Regions from separate parts of the Mus musculus genome. Here region 2 is linked to region 1. Evidence: chromatin contacts called from public Hi-C data. All regions are on one chromosome and are shown on one strand. Each heading gives the region's core, a stretch centred on a gene start, on an enhancer-like site or on the middle of the called end of the contact. The rest is flanking DNA. Distances are from core to core; before and after follow the strand shown. Region 1 holds the start of Ttll5 (tubulin tyrosine ligase-like family, member 5). Region 2 holds the start of Samd15 (sterile alpha motif domain containing 15).

Region 1 (7,390 bases), core at 384-2,883:
ACAGGGTCTTACTATGTGGCTAGTCTGGAACTCTACATAGATCAGGCTGGCCTGGAACTCACAGAGATCCATCTGCCTCTTCCTCCTGAGTGCTGGGATTAAAGGTGGGTGCGGCCAGGTGCAGCAAAGTTCCCATTTTTTGAGGAAGCTGGTAGGAGAGAGAGCTAGGTTCGGTACTTTTTGTTTAGCTCAAGCCTCGCTGAGTAGTGATTTCCATCAGCTCTAAAGGGATCCCACAGAGACAATTTGTCATAGCCACCATCATATTGGCCCTTCATTTACCTATTGTCAGGCTAACTGCTTTGGCCTGAAAGCTGTAAGAAACTATCAGGCTTCCCTTATCACTGTGGTAATGTTTCAGTATGATTCCCTACTACCCAGTGTATATAGACATCAAGTGAAGTGATGACGAAAAACCAACTATAAAGGGCTCCAGGAGAGAAAGGGTGGACCCAGAGGAAAGAGGTCTCAAACGGGGACTGTCCCAGTCTAGAGATGCTGGGGTGTGCTGATCTTCACAGACACTTACAGCATATGCCAATCTACTTCTTTTTACTTTCTCCTCTCAACACCAGCTTGGGTTATTTAAAAATCCCCCCAGCCCGCCCCCGCACACACTCCCTTTCAGTAGAACGTAGAACTTACACCCTCCATTTATTTCACAGATCTTAGAAATCCCAGAGCTGATGAAAACACACCAGAGCATTTCTGTATGACTCTACCAATTCTTTAAACCCATTCCCTTGGAGTTATGAGGTGGAGAGAGAGGTGGGGTACACCCTTGCCCAGGTCAGCATGGATGCGATACTAATTAACAATCAATAGAGGCAGACTCCTATCCTAGCTACACCACTCATATCTGAGGGGTTCAGACAAGCCAGTGAGACTCTAGAGACTCGGTTTTCTCATCCGTAAAATGGGGATATAAGCCTCTATCTCGAGGGTTACCCGATAATACATGAGGAAAAGTGAAAGCTCGTTGCAGAGCTAGGTTCATAACGACTGCCCGTTCACTCACCCATCCCCAGAATTGACCAAATCTCCATTTTCCTAGCACCTCCTCTTGGACATCGTTTCTAGACTCCTCCACCACCACCTCCGGTTGCTTTCCAGGCAACCCCCACTTTCCTAAATTTTGCAGATAGTTTTACTCGGGTGCTACATCCCACTCCAAATTCTCCTACCTGACGATCCAGTACTACTGCAGCAGTATCAGCAGCATCCGCAAACCAGCTCTCCCTAGGCCAGCTCCGGTCCCAAGTCCACCTGGGCCACTTGTTCCCGCCCCCTCCCTCAGCCCAGCTCCAGGATTGGGTTGTTTTTGTCAGTCCTCGTTCTGATTGGCTACGCTGGCTCAGTTCGAGCAGGCGATAGGGAGTGAACTCCTTTGCTGCCAATCAGCAGTTGCCGCCGCCTGAGCCTCTTCCTGCTACGCCGCTCACGCGGTAAACCCTTCTGTCGAGCGTGGCGGAACTCTGAGTTTGGAGTCAGTCTTTTAGGGGTGGGGAAAACGCAGAGAGAAAAAGGAGCCAAGAAACCTTCTGGTGACAGCCTGGGTTGGCTCTGGTGTCTGAGCGCGCCGTGGTGACGCCATCCGTCAGCGCCCGCAGCCGAGCGTTGTTCGCGCCGCTGGCGGGCGCCTGCGCAGTGGCTCTTAGCGGGCGGTTGCTTGTTGGTTGTTGTAGTAACGGGGGAAGCAGCCTTCGGCGGCTGCGTTGATTCGGGCTGGGGAAGGAGGAGGGAGGTGAAGCAGAGCGTGGTCCCCGCCTGCCGGCCCCGAGCCGTGAGAAGATGAGACAGGTAAACGCCTGCGCCGGCGCGCTCCGGGGAGGTGCGCTCCAGGGTTAGGCGGGCGCCGCTGCGCTTCCCTCCGAGCTCCGGAGCAGCTGTTGGCTTCCGGGCGTGCTGGGCAGAAGCGCTGCGGCAGAGTCGCCGCGTCCTTGCCTGCGGAGCTGCCTGGGGTTGGGGTGTGCTGGGCTGGAGCTGGCGGCTGGTCCCTGTAGGGGCAAGGACTTCCTGAGCATTTATCTCGTTCTACTCTTCAGGGAGCCGAGGAAAGGTGGGCATCCCTGAAGGTTTTAACTTAAAAGACTCTCAAGCATTTTTGGGTAAGGTCGAGAAGTTCCTTTAGGAATCACCCGAAAAGAATCATTGAGGTTGTTTGGTATTACTCATTTCTGCTGAAGATGTGTAGGGTCGGGGTTAGTCACTGTTGCTGCTTGCTGCAGTTGCTTTGTTTTTGAGAGTCTTATTGTATAAGTCAATGCACAGACCAGCAAAAGCTTGGAGAATTGCCACGAATTGATTATCTTTGAGTAGTGACATTAAGGTTAAGCGTTTTCCCTAAACGTTTCTATTTTCTCTATAACGAACATGAAACTTTTTCTCTATGGAAAGTGTTTGAAGTTAGAAGCCTGGGAATTGGAGATTTCCTAATTTTATGTGTCTACTTGATATCCGGATTAAAATGTGTGATTAAAAAAAAAAGTACCAATAATTAGAGTATTTGACTTCCCCTTTCCCCGGCCATTTATGTGATCCCTGCTGAGGAGAAATATTTTCACCACCCTTTTATTAATAGTTCGGGTGATTTGGTTTTCCTAGAAACATAACAGCTTATTCTGTTTGCTTGTGGTAGAGTCTGTATAAATATTGGCAAGGGTTTTGAACCTTGGATTTTTATTTTGATCCTGGTCAGATTTGTTTAGCAAAGAATTTTCTAAACATAGGCTTATCAACTGTCCACATCAGTGCCCTAAAGCCTCTCCTTTGGTGCTTGCTCTTTTATTATATAAAACGACTCAAATTCAGTAACAGCTTTTTAGATACAGCAGAGACAGTATCTGTTTGAAAAAAATTTTGTGTCATACCCTTTTAATCCCAGCAGAGGCAGGCAGATCTCTGAGCTCTAGGCCAGCCTGGTCTACAAGTGAGTTCCAGGACAACCAGGGCTACACAAAGAAACCTTGTCTTGAAAAACAAAAACAAACAAACACAGAAAAAAAATTCTTGATTTTTGTGATATGTGAGGTGCACTGTGGCAGAAGGTAAGCTTCTAGAGACTGGAAAATACTCAGGAATATATTTCTTTTCATCTTAAAGATCATGCAAAAAATCCTGAAGTATGCAACTGCATTGTCTTTGAAGTCCTTTGACTTTCTTACAGGAGTCTGTGCCATCCAAATTGTTTGATCCAGTGAGACTGCAAGGAAGAAAGGTCTCTGAGGCCTCTGTGTGCTGACTGTATGACAGACCCCAAAGGAGATGCCAGTTGTGATGGCCCGGGACCTGGAGGAGACAGCATCGTCCTCAGAGGACGAGGACCTGGCCAACCAAGAGTGAGTGACAGTCAGCCCGCCCTTAAGGGGGGGGTTCCTTTATTCACCTCCAGGTTTCCTTCTTTGTGTTGCCTGGCCCTAGCTTCCATCTGTGTTTGGAGTCAAGATCATATTATTCACTTCCCATCCTTTTTCAGAAATTCGAAGGGTGGGCTTATGTTTCTAGGCCTCTAAGTCAATATCACCTTTAGATGTTCTAAAGTTCAGATAGGAACTCAGGTGAACTTGGTTCCCCACCCCCTTCTGCTTTGTTTTTGAGGTGGGGGTCTCTCATTTCTGTTGCCATACCTCCCACCACATCTGGCGCGCTCTCTCTCTCTCTCCCTCCCTCTCTCTCTCTCTCTGTGTGCACATTTTAAAACAGACTCGCCTGCTTGAGTTTATGTGCAGCATGGGCATGCAGGTTCCTGAGGAGGCCAGGGTACATGGAATTCCTTGGAGCTTCAGTTACAGAGTTTGTGGCAGCTTGATGGAGTGCTGGGAAATGAACCTGGCTCCTCTGCAGGAGCAGGAAGCTCTCATAACTGTTGAGCCATCCTTCTAGTCCCTGCAGTTGGCTTTGTTGTGGGTTTTGGGGGATTGAACATGGGGCATCAGGCTTCCAAGCAAGTACATTTACCTGATGCACCATCTCCTGGCTCTAATAGGTGAACTGAGTGCAGTACGGATGTGGAAGTCAGAGGACAACTTTCTGGAATCTGTTCTCTCCTTCCATCATGTGGGTCCTGGGAATTGAACTTGGGTCAGGTTTGGCGACAAGCACCTTATCCGCTGAGTCATCTTGTCAGCCTTGTGTCTTGACCATAGCTTCTAGTAATTGAAAAATTGGAGATTTTGAAAATTTTAGAGATTGGTGAAACGTTAAGTTCTTAGGCTCTGACCTTGACTCTATAAGTTTTCTCTGAAGCATTTACAGCTGTAGAACGGTGATGATATGAAGGGCAGGCCACACACAGCAGAACCTCTGTGAAGATGCTCCGATGAGAATACTAGAGCTCTGTAGCCTGTGCCGTGTTCATTGAACCACAAGGGCTCTCTGTAAGTTCTTTCAGGTTAAGGGTCAAGGTCATTCATTGACTGTTGGGTCCTCATAATGAAAATGATTAACAGGGCCAACTGTAGCTTCTAGAGATGGTAGAGTAGATCATTTAATATGCACACTGAGAGATTTTAATTTAAAAATATTATTTCCACCTTATTAGACTCACAAATATCAAAGAATCTCCACTTTACAGAGAAGAGATGGATTGTGATTCTAATTTAGCTCTCAGTTTTGAGGACTTTTACCTCTCATAATTTTACTCGATATGGAAGAGAAAAGCTGATAGGCTTATCTAATTTATTTATATATAACTCTAAGCTCTCATATATGTATACTGCACTTTCATCCTCTCCTTCCACTCCCTCTCCTCAAATTCATAGCTTCTTTTTAAAAAAATTATCTTTACATAAATGTACACACACTCACACACACACAAATACACAAATAAATATAATCTTGAGGCCAGGGTGACCTGAAGCTCACTAGGTAACCCAGGCTGGCCTCAGATGCGTAGCAGTCCTCCTGCCTCAGCTTCCTAGTGCTTGAGATTTTAGGCGTGAATAAGTCACTTTTCTTAGCTTAAGCCGTTTCTCAGTCCCTTAGAATACACACTCTAGAACCCGAGTAGCTCCCAGCCTATTTTGAAAGGGTGTGATTAGGTTCAAACTATAATACACATGAAAGTACTTGATAAAGTTATGAAGCATGGTATAAATGTAAGGCATTGTTCTTAGTAGCTAATGCGGTCATGGTAGACTGTATAAGGTAGAAGATTATATTAACAATATTTGAGAAATAGTTACAGCATTAAGTTTCCAGGAAAGGCTTATCATTGTTAGTTCACAGCACATAATGACTTGACAGTGTATTGGGGTCACTGTTTTCAGATAATTAGATGGGTAATTCCCTCTGGTTCCTCTGCTTCATGCGACATCTTACTTCAGTCTACTTCCTTTTACTCATTTTAGAAAGTATTTAATGCCAACCAGGGTTGTTCTTTTACTCTTGTTTTTCCTTTTTTCTTAATTTTTTAAAATCTCTGCGTAGTGGCTTAGATGATGAACACAGATAATACAATATAACTGACTGTTGCTTATATTTATAATTGAGAAATGCTAATTATCTAGTAGATTTCCCAACCCTCATCTAAATTCATGGAGTTTTTGCATACTTCTGTGGATTTTTCGCGATTACTCTTGTCTTGTCAGCTCATGGACAGGTCTGTCATACACTGGCTTTCTACTCTGGGAAGCTGACTCAGGGTTTCTGACACTGAGGTGAAACATCAAGACCCAAAGCAACACCAGGAAAAAAGACTTCATTTTAGCTTCCATGTCCAGGTCCCAGTCCAGTCAGGGCAGGGACCCGGCAGGAACCTGGAGGCAGGGCTGAAGCAGACGCCATGGAGGACACTGCTCACTGCGTGCTAACTCATGGTTGGCTCAGCCTGCTTTCCTCTACAGCCCAGGGCCTGCAGTGGCAATGCCTGCAGTGGCTGGGCCCTCCCATAGCCATCACTAATTCACTAATGTCTGCAGGCCAGTCTGATATGCAGTCACTGTCTTAGGAGTACTTCTGTCTTTCTAGCTACGTCTAGGTTTGTGTCAAGTTGACAAAAACAAAAACAAAAACAAAAACCAACAACCAGGACAGAAGCTTAAAGTCAGTTTTGTTTTTTTTTTTTCCGTCCAGGGGAGTAGGCTTACATTTTAGAAGTTACAGGAATTAGAAGGGCTTTTCCCAGCTGAGTTGTTTTGTGGCCACCACCTTGGTTAGAGCTGATCAGATCCTCAGGCCTTGTTAAAGCGTTAATCCTTATAGTCCTGGAGCACCTCACAGCCTGCCATTGTTGGCTTCAATTCCAAACTTGAGATTTCTCCTTCCTGCTGCATTCTGTTGACATTGACAATTGAAGCTGACCGTGCCATTTTCCTGGTTTTACCCAACATTATTTCGGATACCAAGTATACCGAAACTATTCTGTATCTTGGTTGGTTACCCCAGATACAAATTTATATGTAGTTGTGGAAACTTCCATCTAAGAACTTGACATAAGGCCTTTTTAGTCTCTGAAAAAAAAATTAGCAGTCTTAATTTCTGTTCCACAAGGTAGCATTATGTCAGTTACTGCAGGAGCTCGTAGAAAGTCAGGGAGAAGAATGGTGCTAGTGTGAAGAAGGCACAGTATAGCAGGAGGCTTGGAACTGCTTCATTCTCTGTCTGAGTTGCTGACTCTTAGGATTTCATTAAGTCAGCCACACAGTTGGTCTGTTTCAGTCTGAATCGTTCACATACTTTGTTTTGGAGCTGGAGAGATGACTCTGCAATTAAGGGCTCTGGCTGCTCTTTCAGAGGACTTGGGTTCAGTTCTCAGAATCCAGGTAGTAGCTTACAGCTTGCTGTAACTCCAGTTCTAGGTGGCCTGACACCACCTTCTGGCTTTCGAAGACACTGGGCATGCATGTGGTGCACGTGCATATATGCAGGCAAACATTCATACACATGAGATGAAAATAGACAAATCTCCAAATACTTTGTTCTTCATACCTAACAAAGCAACCTTTCTTACAATATGCCAATTTCAGGTATAAAATGAAGATATAAACTTCCAATTTTTAGTTTCCTAATCATTTTGAATTTTTTCCACTAATCTTCAAGTGTTGCTATTTTCTGATTTGTTTTGCTTTCTTAAAGAGAAAATGTTATTTTTTTATTGAAATCAATCTCTGTCAGAAAACTTTTTTTTTTGTTTTTTGTTTTTTGTTTGTTTTTTAGAGACAGGGTTTCTCTGTGTAGCCCTGGCTGTCCTGGAACTCACTTTGTAGACCAGGCTGGCCTCGAACTCAGAAATTCGCCTGCCTCTGCCTCCTGAGTGCTGGGACTAAAGGCGTGCGCCACCACGCCCGGCTGTCAGAAAACTTTTAATGACATTTTTTTTTTTTTAATTGAAATCAACCTCTGTGAGAGAACTTTTAATGACATTTTAGCATCTGCCTGAAGTACTTTTTAG
Region 2 (7,354 bases), core at 4,846-7,345, 1.4 Mb after region 1:
TATCTGTTCCTAAATGCAGAAAGACTCCAATTTTAGGGGAAAAAACCAGTGAAGAATGTTCTAGCACATGAGTATTTGTATATGTATTTCTTTTTTTTTTCAAAATATTTATTTATTATTATATGTAAGTACACTGTTACTGTCTTCAGAACCACGAGAGGGCATCAGATCTCATTACAGGTAGTTGTAAGGCACCATGTGGTTGCTGGGATTTGAACTCAGGACATTCAGAAGAGCAGTCAGTGCTCTTAACCGCTGAGCCATCTCTCCAGCCCCTGTATTTCTTTTCTGAATAGGTAGATTCTTGTTATTCAAAATTCCAAAGTGTCAAAACTCTACCATGAAAGCTTCCTTCTATGTTAGCTCCCCCATCTCCAAAGGCGATCAACACTATTGGGTTTTATGTAGTCTTCCAGAGAGACTTTATGCACGTAAAGGTAATGTGCATGTTTGTGTGAATAAAGGGAAGGATATAACATACATATACACATGAGTTTCAGATTTTCTACACTACTGGGACATTAGACACACTACTGCAAATTTTCTTTTTTTCTAGCTGCACCTCAGATACCTTATGAAGCTTTCTCATTCTTTTCTACAGCAAATATTTCATTTGATGAAAAACAAGTCATCAATTTATGAGTTTTCTATGGATAAACTTTTTTCCAAAATCTTTTACCACTACAAATGATGCTGTAATAACCTTGTATCCACATTCTTAAACAGGAATAAACCCATATAAAATAGACACTGCAAAGAAACAGGTCAATGGAAACTATGTTCTAATTGTGATGGATAGTAACAGTGTAATTTAGGTCCCCTGGAGAAAGGTACAACTATGTTTTGTGCACCTGTACCAACAGTGAGTCATTTCCATTTCTCCTTATCAGTCAGGCTACACAAAGTTCATATATCAAGAGTCGCTTCCCAGAGCATCTTTTTTTCCAAACAGCTTAATGTATACAGAAAAAGAAAGAAAGTTTAAGTTTAAAGGAATGCCCTAACTTACTCAAGAACTGCTGGCAAAAACAACTGTAGCTGTATTTGAATAGGCAGGAAGTGTAAGGAGAAAAGAAAAACATAAGTTTATTTCCTGGAGTATACAATGTGGGAAGATGGACTGTTGTGTGAGAGAGACAGGAAAAAAAACAAATATAAACACATCCTTTGGGGTTTCTGAAATCTAAACCACTAGGAACAAGGAAAAGCCAATTTTTCAGTAGTACAGATTTTAATAGGGCAGCCAAATGAAAGCTAATTCTCTGTATATTTCTAGAGAAAACAGGACAAGTTTTACAAATTGGAGGACAGCAGAGAAAGGCTTTTATTATTCTTTTTAATGAGTATGTATTTGTTAATCTTAGTATGATTATAAAAGTTTAATTTCTCAAGCTAGTACTATCACGTATAACATTAAGACTGAAATGAAAATTTAAAATAGTAACCAAATAATATTTGACTATGGTACTCTTTACTGTGACAAGATCAGTGTTAGGGTTCGTAACTGGCCAAAATCTTGGAACCAATGAGTGGAGGAGAAACAGGAGCTGGACGGTAACAGTTCGTAACTGATGGGCTCAACCAAACCAAAGCCTCCTCAAAGCCTGCTTCAAAGACTCTCTCTACATGGGACCGCTTCCTTTCCCTTTTGGTTTTTGTTGTTGTTTTGTCTTGTTTTTGTTTGGGGGTGTTGTTGTCTGGTTATTTTGTTTGTTTATTTGTTTGTTTTTTGTTTTGAGACAGAGTTTCTTTGTTATAGCACTGGCTGTCCTGGAGCTTGCTTTGTAGACCAGGCTGGCCTGAAATTCACAGAGACCCACCTACTTCTGATGCTAAATGCTGGGACTAGAAGTATGCACGGCACCAGCACCCAGCTCTGGACCTTTTTCAAACTATGATTTTCTTTCCAGGCTAAGAGTGGCTCAGTCTCATGTTACAGGTCTGAGCTTACTGTCTATTCTCTTTACTGGGAAGCTAAAAAAAGGGCAGGTTTTCCCCAAAGTGTCTGAATATTAGGTCAAGGTTTCTTTAGAATTCATTTCCTAAGACTTCCCCTTCACTAGACAGCTGCAGAAATAATTAGCCTACCTTTTTTTTTTTTTTTTTTTTTTTTTTCAGAGCAGAGGCCCAAAAGCAGGTGATGTGGTTAGAACTGGGAGGCTTACAGGAAAGCACATCAACTGGGTGATGCTTCAACAGAACCCAGTGACCATATAGCCCAATTTCTCTTCAGTGCCCAAGGCTGGGGTATGACAGACCTCAGTGTTCATTCAGGTAACACTGGTTGTACTATACCTCATGAACTGAAGTAAAACATGGTAACCAGCCATCGACACTGTAAAAATGCAATAACTATTCTTTTTAAAAGCAAATTATTAGCATGTCAATTTAAAAATCAGAATAGAAATTAAGAAATAAAAACAAAAAGACGTCTTGGCATAAGCTTCCAGCCAGCACTCTGTCCCATCCGGCAGAGAGCCGCTCCATTTCCAGTCCTAGCTAACTTAACAAGAAACGGTCACGGACATGAACCACTCCATCCCTTGCAAAAGGACAGACTGCACTGCTCAGTCTTACACTAGAACCATCACCAAGTTCACCTGCCCATCTCCAGGCCTGAACATCAGACGCTTGGTCATACACAGCAAACTGAGTCCTTGCTGAGGTCATCACAAACACTGCCCTTTATCTTCCCCAGTGTAAATGTAGTTCTCTGAGCTATTCTTCACCCCTTTTGCTCCCAGGTTAACTACAGGGCGTACTCGCCCGCTCTAGTCCATTTTTAGCTCCCGAAAAAAATGGCACGGGAGCCTAATAAACTTACGAACAAGCTGCAGGCACTGTTCTAACTCTCTACAGATGCCTGCTTCCCTCTGTTCCATGTGTGTCCTCATGGTGACTCCCCTGACTGTGTGCGAATCCTCCTGGTCCTTCTCCCTTCTTCCTCTCTCATTCTTCCCTTTCAATTGCGACTCCGGACTGGAATCAGAAGTCCCGCCCTACCCTCTTCTGCCCAGCTATAGGCTGAATCAGCTCACTGTTAATCAATCAGGGGAGATGGAAAAGAATTATCACACATCACCGAGACAGGAGTTGCTCCAAATATCATGACATTGTCAATGTCCAAACTGCAACCAGATCTCTGGGCACAGCAATCGGCATCTGAATACACAGTGCACAAAACCACCCCCACCCCAGTACCCCAGGGCTCTGTAGACTTCAAAAAAAACCTGCCTTTAAGTGATGTAATACGTATTCCTCAGAGAGTTTCATGATATAAGGAATGATTCTCCTCTGGGGAAAAGAAGAACCCAGGTGCCCCCAAATAAAAAACAAAAAACACCAAAAAAAAAAAAAAATTAAAAAACAATCACAGTTCCTAAGACTCTAGGAACACCATGACCACTAGAGACTTTGGCTTACACAAACATACATCCTTCCTTTTACCAAAACCTCAGCAACAAATACCGGTGCTGCATGGTAAAAACACATTCTTTCTTGTTATTCTGCATACTGACAAACTCCTGAAGGAATAAAGTACACTGAAAGACTCAAACCCTCAGTTCAATAACAAATGAATATCCACTCATTTTCCCCTGCTGTTTTCTAAGATAACAAAAAGCGTCTTTCTGTCTCCTCCCTTTTTAGTGTCTCTACGTTAACTCAGCTCATTTTCTACTGGGAAGTGGCAGCACACTCCCAATTTTGAGCAGTTTTAAAGTTTCACTCCGGAGTCTATAAAACCCCACTAAAGTAGCATTGCCCCCGAGCTTCAGAGACGAAGCTTAAGTCCAGGCCTGAGTTTCTTTCGAATGCAGCATTTCTAACACGTGAGGTAGACCTGCAGGCCAAGGACCTTTTAATAGCCTATGGCTTATAGTTTGGCTGTAATAGCTGCTTATAGCTCCAATAACCAAAAATGTTGCCAGATGTTGCCAGATGTCTCCTGGGGTGTCAAATTGCTCCTGGTTAAGATCCACCACTCTACCCCAAGGAGCATCCTTGGTTATTACTGGATGTTCAGTCAAATCTTTGCACTGTTACCTTCACCTCCAGATTCAGCCAGATATTTGCAGAACTTCCCACCCAACAAACATTTGAAACACAAGGTGTTAAGAGCACTCCAGGAATATGTTAGAAAATAGATCTGATATAAAGCAAAGACACTCGGGTATGTTCACCACAAAGTGAGAAAATGAAAGACAAGTTAATGTGTATGTAATTTATAATTATTGGCACATATAAGGGACAGGTGCTTATAAAACATATACCTGTATAAGGGCTTATATGTTTAATCTTTATAATCTTTCAGAAAGTACACTTAATTTTTTTCCCCTTTTCTTTCTTGGTAGCACTAGGGACTAACCCAGGGCCTCGAAAATGAACTCTACCGCTTAACTACATCCCACCCTAATTAGAATTTTTATTACCATAATATCAAATATATGTTAGCATTGTTTACCACAGAGCACAAAAAAAAAACCCTTAAAAATAGAAAAGACAAAATGTATTAGGATGTTTTCAATAAAAATATTGTCCGTGATTCACAGCTGGGGGGGGAGGGGTGCTCGTGCAGCACCACACACCAGGGGCATGGAGAAAAGCCACTATGTTGAAAGATAGCAACCAGGAATACCTTTTCTAGTAATTTAGTTGTACTAAATCAGACTTTAATCTCCTCCAATTGCTTTGTACAGCGGGCATCTTGGGTTGCACATCAAGTACTTTAGTCACAGTGGCTCACGATCCTCCCACCGATGCTGTAAGGCACAGGTACTTTTAGAACCCACATCTTATACAAGAGGAAACTCAGACATGTTTAGAGAAGTTTAACCAATTGTCCAAGGGCACTAAAAGTGAGGATTCACATTCCAACTAAGCATCAGGAATCCACAGCAGTACCTCAGTCACTGTGACAGCTACTTTGAGATCTCGATAAAACCAATCACTTGCACTTAGTGTGACCAGATCTCTCCCCTCTAAAGTATCCTTTTAGTCGCACGCCCCTGTGATGGTCACAAGGCTGAAAGGTAACAGCGCGATAGACTGTGCCTATAGCTTTTGGACACTTAAGTAAAATCACACGAAGGAACTTGTGTGGTCTGAAATGGAGACACCGGCCCAAGCAAGAGGAGGGGTGGATCTCGGAGAACGAGAGACATCACCAAAATTTCTACTGCAGCCTCTAGTTCCTGCCTTTGCTTTCACTATCAGGCTCCTTCGAGACCTCAAAGCCTCCTTATTCTGGCTGCTTTCCATCTCTCCCACTCTCAAGGATGCAAGGGACGGAGGTTGGGCGCGGGGGCCTACGCTAGGGCAAAGCGGGGTTCTGAGAGGAAGGCGGGCGCCCCAGCAGACGCCGGCAGGAGCGCGCGGAAAGGCAGGTGGGGTCGCGCGGAGAGCCAAAGACAGGGGCAGGGGTGAGAGCGGCGGGAATGGAGGTGGGATGCGGACCCCGACTGAAGCCAAAGAGGCGCGGCGGAAGGAGCCGGACTGCCAAGCCGGGTGCTCCGAGAAAGGGAGCGGGACTGGAACCAGGGCATTTCCAAACCGCGTAGAAAACGACCTCGAGCGCAGCCGCGGGCCCCGTGACGGTGGGGACCCCGGTCGCCCGAGGTGCGCGGCCCCGAGCCCAGAGGCACCCACCCTTGCAGCGCCCGGGGCCTTGCGTACCTGAGGCGGCCGCCTGGCTCTCCTCCACTCCCCGTCGGTCCCCGACGCCGCCCGCCGACCCTCGGCGAGCTGCGGGGCTCCAGAAGGCCGGCCCCTCAGCTGCCTGCCGGTCCGACATCTGCAGCCCGCGCCGGGAGCGGCTCCGCAGCCAGCGGCTTGCGGCTCCGGAAACAGCCGAAGGCGAAGCGAGCGCGGCAGAGGAGAGCCGAGCGGAGCCGAAGCGAGCCACGGGCCGGAAGGAGCGGCTGGGCGGCAGAGGGTAGCGCTGGCCTGACACGTGAGAGGGGCGGGGGGGGGGGGGGGCGTGCTTTTTCGGTCGCCGGTTTTTACAGTCCGCACTTGGAAGGATCGACAAAATCTCGGGAAGAGTCTGGAAAACCCCGCCGGAAATCGTGGTATCCATAGAGACGCTGTCGGAAGTTGAGGTTGCTAGGAGGCCTTGGGCGCATCGACTGACATGTCTGAAGTCTCAGGAGATTATAATTCTGACTCCGATGAGAGTCTGAGTCTGCAGCCTAAAAGAACCAAATCTGGTAAATTACATAATGCTAACGCAGACACCTTGTTTGAGGTAAGCTCTAAGCTGTCCCCAAATACTGACCGAGACCCAGGAAATGTAGGAAATGTGCCACTAGAGCCAACCAGGACACGCAAGGGGGATTTGGTGCCCGTAGGTAAAAATCATGAGGTGCCAGACCTACAACGACAGGACGTTTCAGTAGGTGTGTTCAAAGGACCACCTACAAGAACAGGTACACAGCTACCAACAAAAATAGATCCAGAGCAGAAGACACCAGATATTCGAAGTGAAAAACTAAGAAAATCAGTTGAAGAGGAAGCTCTACCTCCATCCAAGATGACCAAATCGGAAAAGAAACAAAAAGAGTCAATTAAAGAAAAAAGTACAGAGCCATATGAGGTAACTAAACCTAAGTTCCCAGACCGGAAGCTAAGGAAGTCTACTGAGGAAGCAGATCTCAAACCTCACTTCAAGTCCACAGAGCAGTCAGGCACAGAGCAACCTGAGCAGACTAAGTTCCCAGACAAAAAACTAAGACAGTCAACTAAAAAGAAAGTCTCAGGGCCACTGGAGGATTTTGAAGAAGAATCAAGAAGACCCATTGATGAAGCAAGTCTAGAACTCTCACAAAAGAGACCATTAAAGGCTTCAAAGAAAGCACAAAAAAGCTCTTTTGATGAAAAATTTCCAGAGATGCTAGAACAGATTACTGTAGAACTACTAGATGACCAAGAGGAGACACAAGAAGAGTCCATTAAGGAGAAAGTTCCAGAACCATTAGGGGACCGGAAACCATCAGCTCAAAAGCACAAGCTGAGAAAATCAAGTGAAAGGTCTAAATTAAAGGACACATTAATAGAGCCAAGTAAGGACAAGGACCCGGGGCTACAAACACAGACTGAATTTCCAAAGGAGAAACTAATAAAGACAACGGAGAAAACGGGTGACAAGCCACAGCAGATAACTGATCCAGACATTCAAGAGAAGTCGCAGCCAGAACCAACCGAGAAAAATCTAGAGTTACCAAATAAACCCAAGCCAGAAGAGGAGAGAGACCTCCCCAAGGAAGACAAACCAGAATCAAGCAAACCTAATTATCCTGCAGGCAAAGATAAGCTAGCATTACCAGCCAAGATTAAAACTGAGTTTATAGTAGGATCT

What was found. A called contact is a pair of places that touch in the nucleus more often than the background predicts.
Region 2: a Hi-C map of B cells shows a contact between it and region 1, with 5 read pairs. The contact joins the promoter of Samd15 here to the promoter of Ttll5 in region 1. A contact is called at or near these places in 2 of 39 promoter capture datasets (cranial neural crest and liver) and 1 of 484 Hi-C or Micro-C datasets (B cells).

What each region holds. Positions count from the first base shown.
Region 1 is chr12:85,823,287-85,830,676 of GRCm38.p6, forward strand. Ttll5 (tubulin tyrosine ligase-like family, member 5) reads left to right here and starts at 1,634. Exons shown (of 34, transcript NM_001081423.3): 1 at 1,634-1,800; 2 at 3,167-3,338. The coding sequence starts at 3,265. Erg28 (ergosterol biosynthesis 28) reads right to left here and starts at 1,607. Exons shown (of 5, transcript NM_021446.3): 1 at 1,185-1,607.
Region 2 is chr12:87,194,413-87,201,766 of GRCm38.p6, forward strand. Samd15 (sterile alpha motif domain containing 15) reads left to right here and starts at 6,096. Exons shown (of 4, transcript NM_001290288.2): 1 at 6,096-7,354. The coding sequence starts at 6,131. Tmed8 (transmembrane p24 trafficking protein 8) reads right to left here and starts at 5,817. Exons shown (of 6, transcript NM_001033475.3): 1 at 5,674-5,817. The coding sequence starts at 5,791.